Linked DNA regions of Salmo salar: region 1 is linked to region 2. A link is a contact called in public Hi-C data. All regions are on one chromosome and are shown on one strand. Each heading gives the region's core, a stretch centred on a gene start, on an enhancer-like site or on the middle of the called end of the contact. The rest is flanking DNA. Distances are from core to core; before and after follow the strand shown. Region 1 overlaps setbp1 (SET binding protein 1). Region 2 holds the start of LOC123730406 (SET-binding protein).

What was found. A called contact is a pair of places that touch in the nucleus more often than the background predicts.
Region 1: a Hi-C map of muscle shows a contact between it and region 2, with 7 times the contacts expected there. The contact joins the enhancer-like site here to the promoter of LOC123730406 in region 2. A contact is called at or near these places in 2 of 3 Hi-C or Micro-C datasets (gill and muscle).

What each region holds. Positions count from the first base shown.
Region 1 is chrssa24:15,202,015-15,204,714 of Ssal_v3.1, reverse strand. setbp1 (SET binding protein 1) reads right to left here. Exons shown (of 4, transcript XM_045706968.1): 4 at 1-2,700. Among protein-coding and RNA genes, the nearest start is that of setbp1, 28 kb to the right of the region's middle. Within about 2 kb of position 1,399, at least 1 of the 13 cell types and tissues checked has an H3K27ac peak or open chromatin away from gene starts, as enhancers often do. A contact at or near this core is called in muscle, where this site is marked.
Region 2 is chrssa24:15,134,207-15,136,945 of Ssal_v3.1, reverse strand. LOC123730406 (SET-binding protein) reads right to left here and starts at 1,368. Exons shown (of 4, transcript XM_045706970.1): 1 at 965-1,368; 2 at 654-837.

The DNA of each region.
Region 1 (2,700 bases), core at 150-2,649, 68 kb before region 2:
AAGAAGGATATATGCATATGCATGAGCATCTAAGTATTTACTTATTTCTACATGTCAAATATTTGCCATTTTTAATATTCATACAATGTACAAAAATGCTTTATGAATTAAAAATCCATTACAAAAACAAACATATCAAACAATGTACAAGTCTTGCTCCAAATGCAACTGAAAGTCAACTTCTCCGCTTGTCTAAAATCTTAATGCATACAATCAAGTGGAGCATGCAAATAAAGGAAAACCCACTCTAGTAAAAAGGTTCAAATACACTATGTATACAAACTCAAATATGCCAACACAGTTAAGAGCTCACTTTGTGCTCTTGCAAAGTACATTTATTGGTTTCCTCCTCGACGCTTCATCTGCATGTTCAGCGTTGAACAACATTAAAGCTTGGAAACATAACATATATGTTAACGACTGCACATATTAGTAGAGACTGGCTGCTTCTCAAATGACTCCATACCAGCGCACTGCGTTTCAACAGGTTCTGTAGTATTACACTATGTAGGCTGTGATTTGAGACGCATGCAGTATGATTCAGCTCCAGTGGCTGTACTGGACTGGTCAGACTGGTCTCAGTGTAGAGGTAGAGGTCTTCCCTAACCACTGATCCAGAACCAGATGTTCCTTCGTCCCCCTGATGATGAAGATTAGGATTTAGGGTTGGGTAAACTTCTACCTGGAGTCATACCAGTCGTACAGTTGGACCAGAGTGAATACAGAACCCAGTACATAACACAAGACTGCAAAACCCAACTTGACTGTACTGGACCACGCGGTGGGTCTCGTGTAGCGTTAAAGCAGAGGATCGGGACAATACTAGTCAGCTGTAGAAGGCACCGGAACATCGGCTGGTAGAGAGAGAAACAGACAGATCCTAGTGGCTTTAACTCAAACATCAGAGACCGACCATGGAATATTGAGCTGCCAAGCCTATAGACCCCTTAAACCACATCTAGATTCCTTAGATCAATCCTAGACTACATCTAGATTCCTTAGACCAATCCTAGACTACATCTAGATTCCTTAGACCAATCCTAGACTACATCTAGATTCCTTAGACCAATCCTAGACTACATCTAGATTCCTTAGACCAATCCTAGACGACATCTAGATTCCTTAGACCAATCCTAGACGACATCTAGATTCCTTAGACCAATCCTAGACTACATCTAGATTCCTTAGACCAATCCTAGACGACATCTAGATTCCTTAGACCAATCCTAGACTACATCTAGACCACACTCAGACCCTAAAAAGGTTTAGAGAGATCCAGGCCTCCTGTGAAAGCTGTAATTTGGTTATGAGATCCAGTTCAGGCTCAGTCTCTGTGCAGTGTGTGAGCTGACACACACACTGACAAGGACAGGTGTATTTTTGGTAATGCCCTCTGAGCACGTCCCACACACACGCACACACTGCTGCACTAGGCACCCATTGGCTCAGGGGAGTTTAGCTGCTAGCCAATGAGGGTTCTTGGTCTTAGCTGAAGTGCAATGAGAGACACTATCATAGGCTGGCACAGGCCCTGGCATCTCAACCTTGCGATGATTGTTTGACAAACATTCTAATTGATGGATGGATAGGGACTGTCAGATATGTCTGTGGTCTAAGATATGTCTGTGGTCTAAGATAGGTCTGTGGTCTAAGATAGGTTTAGGTTTAGGCTATCCCAGCGTACGTAACTGAGCCCAGTTTGTATCCATGCAGGCAGAACACAACAGAACACAACAGAACACAACAGAACAGACACTATTTACAACATATAAACACTTCAGTACTGGAGCTTGACTTCTGATTAAGGCAGCACTGCAGGGAGCTGCAGTCACTAAAGTTGACATGAAATGATAGTCACTTTCTGCACAACGCTTTACACATTATTACTGATATTATTCACACTTCTGGTTAAATGACTTCATGTTTTATTGGGTAAATAAGACACTTATTTGTCTTTGTGGAAGGGTGGATTCCTCAGACAGCCCAGGCCAGACCTGATGCATAGCAAACAACTACGTAAGACAGCATGGTTCCCAATACAACTCCCCTGGCACAGCCTGTCCACAGCCTGGGGCCTGGTTCCATTTAAGTTCAGGGCCCCTTTCCCTGGCTCTTACCACCTCTGTTGCTCACAGCGCTCAGTTATGAAAGGACCTGATGTGTGTAATAGTGTAAGTGATGGATCCATTTTTCGTTCCCATAGTGCTTAACCGAGCCTTTTCACATCTGTTCACTACAAAGAGCAAGGGTGAGCACAAGGGGCTTGGAAGTGAAACGGAATCAGGCCTGTTGTACGTATGGCTGCAAAGGGACACAGGTAGTGCCCGCGTTGTAGTTGCTAAGACACACGTGTCGTAAATGCACAATCATAAGTACGTGGTTTCAATCGCAGTAACTTCTCCGCCATTTTGAATTCCCCCAAAATGAGATGTGATGGTTTAAGAAACAAACATAAGGCACGTGCAGAACTGCTGGAGCTGACAAGACCCTCACAGAGAGAGGAGAGGCTTCCCAAGTTTACATTAGACACAGGTCCCCAATGAAATACTGACCCACTGGTATTTTCTGAAATACTGAAGATATGATAGCTAGCTGGTGTGTTTAACTGCAGATTGAGAATGCTGACAACCCCACACCTGACAAGTCTGTGAAACACATATCTCTGAGACTTTGGTTTTCCTATTCCAATCTTTACATTTT
Region 2 (2,739 bases), core at 119-2,618:
AAGTAAATACCAGGTACAAAAGTGTAACTCCATCCTGAGATCAGATCATAGCCATTTGTGAAACAGACCTGGTGATGCAGTGGTCTGCTTGCTTTGGCTTTCTCTCACACAGGCCAGGAGGGTTTCAAACAGCCTATACAAGGACTAAAGTGTCCTTATAGGCTAGCCTACAACACTATCAGACCTTCTCAAAAGGTTTGGACCTCTTGGTGTAATGGGTTATTTTATACACTCTCAAAGTGTGCCATGTATTTTACAGTGATTTCATCAATCTACAGTTGCCTTCAGGATGTGTGTATAACCCTTCACACCACCACTTCGACCATAAATAGCCTTACACTACAACTCCTAGAACATCTCATCAGAGGTCTGGACCCTTAATGGCACAGGACGCAATGCACTTGCCAAAGGGTTAGTGGTTCAAGACCAGGCCGAGGCCAGTGGGTTATGCCCACGTCTTCCACCTGCTCCACAACACACAGACACACATCAAAACTCGCTACAAATTAACTGTTTATTTTGAGATATTGCATTCTCTTTTTTTAAACCACTGCCAACCGCAAAAAAAGTATCATAAATTAATAAAATCATGTTCAACTCACATTTAGACTACAATAAGGCAAGTGAGTAAGAAATTATGGTCAACTACTTACCCATGTCCAATGTTGTCGAACACTCGAGACTATCGTGTAAATATGTTATCAAGATCATTTAAAATCCATTTGGTCACATTTACAGAACCGGCGTCTGCACTGACAGCGTCCTTGGTAGCTGTCAAATGGAACAAGTTTTTTTTTTTTTTACAGAAAACCTGAGGAAAATGGCGTCAACAGTGCGCTGAAAAAAAGGCAAAAAAATATTATAGCCGATCTGATAATCAAATCAATTTTCACAAAAATCCAAGGTTGAGATTGAATCTACGTCCTTTTCCTGTGAAATATAGCGCGTAAAAAATCTTGCTTACGGGTTTACTAAGCACAAGATTTACAGGGCCACTGCAGAGATCCCATCGCCATGTCCGTGGCTGGTCAGTCGGCGAGTTAAGCGCTGCTTCCCTCTCAATCCTTGACTCCGGGGGAGGATCGGAGCAAACCGTTTTACTGCAGTGAAAACAAACCAGCAGAACACAGATTGTATCCGAATAGCCTCCAACCCCACATTGAACGGTAACGTCACTGGAGAGATCGTGGTTGGATGCGTAAAAGTGGGAGAAGGTGTTGGTTATCAGAAGACTGGTGTTTTCCCTTCCCGGTGGGTCGGAATTGGGGGGGGGGTGTTCTGTTCGCTTGCTCGCTCGCTCTAGCTCCGTGTGTGTCAGGTTCGGTTGATAATGATCTCACGGAGAGACGGGACTGTAGAGGCAGCTTGCGCTTTGGTAGAGAGGAGAAGAGCGCAGTGTCGCCTCCACCTGGTAGCGGGTGGTAGACTAGTCTAGGCCCTACTATCTACACACAGGACATTCCCGTTTGTTTCAACCTGTTTCATAACAGGAAAGGTGATCACTGGTCAGTTCCCGTCAATCACCAACCTTCCTTCACTGTAGGCATATGTACACTCCGTATGTGATATCCTACTACCATGTCTGATGTTATGTCAAATAGTGTCACAGCACTTGAATAATCCAGTCATATTATTATTATGATGAAGGCATCCTCCTCTTTCAGAATTGGAGCAACATCAAACTGGTTTTATTTCATCGTGCATATATAAAAGTGTTGTTTACGTCCCTCTCCATGCCTCAACCCAGGCTCAATCCAACGACCCGAGCACACATCGACAACAGTCGCCCATGAAGCAGCGTTACCTCTTGTAGAGCGAGGGAAACGACTAGGTTACTTCCATGTCTCGGAGTGATGTCACTGATTGAAAGCTATTAGCGCACACCAATAACTAACTAGCCATTTCACATCTAAACAGCATTGTGTGTCTTGTGTTATTTTCCATGCATAAACAACAGTATGTGCATCCTGTGCTTCTAGGAGGAGCTGAATAATGATTCAGATAGAACGTAGGTTAGCATCCGCTGCATAGCAACTGGACAGTGTGTTTGCATATTGGTGTGTGTTTGTGCTGTCAGATTAGCATAACAACCAGTGCTGACATTTCCATAAACACACTACACACACATTTATGCTGCATTAGTTGAGAGGATTATTGACATTTCTCTTTTCGTGATTGTTAGAAGTTACAGCAACAGCTACTTGCACTTGTGTCCTAACATCTCGACATAGTGAGATGCTGTAAAGCTCTCCGTTGAAAAGGCTCAAATTGTTCTCACACATGGATCATTTTAAAGGATAGAATGAGCTGCAACTCTCTAAACCGAAACCCCAACTCGCTCTGCCCTATCCTTGTCCTCTAACCAGAATGCCTGCATCTGTATCAGCTCCTATCTCACCCAGTGCATTCACAACAAGGCCTTAACAAGTAGTCATTCGGACAGATTTGAAGTGGGACACAGATGTCCTCACTGGCGAACCTCAGCTTGACTCTGTCGTAGCTGGGTCCGGCACATGTGAGACGCAAGCAAGTGGAACCTTCACTTTCTCACAGCCAAGTGCAGCCAACACACATCCAGCAGGAGCTAGGCCTAAAGAGGAGCCTGTTTTGGGTGAAAAGAGCCGAAAACAGCCCCCAGTCCATTTGAGAGATAATGAGGTTTACCCCCAACATAACCCGATCTCAAAAGAGATTATTCACACAACCACTGTAGCTATCGGTGGCAGCCTACCCTCAACA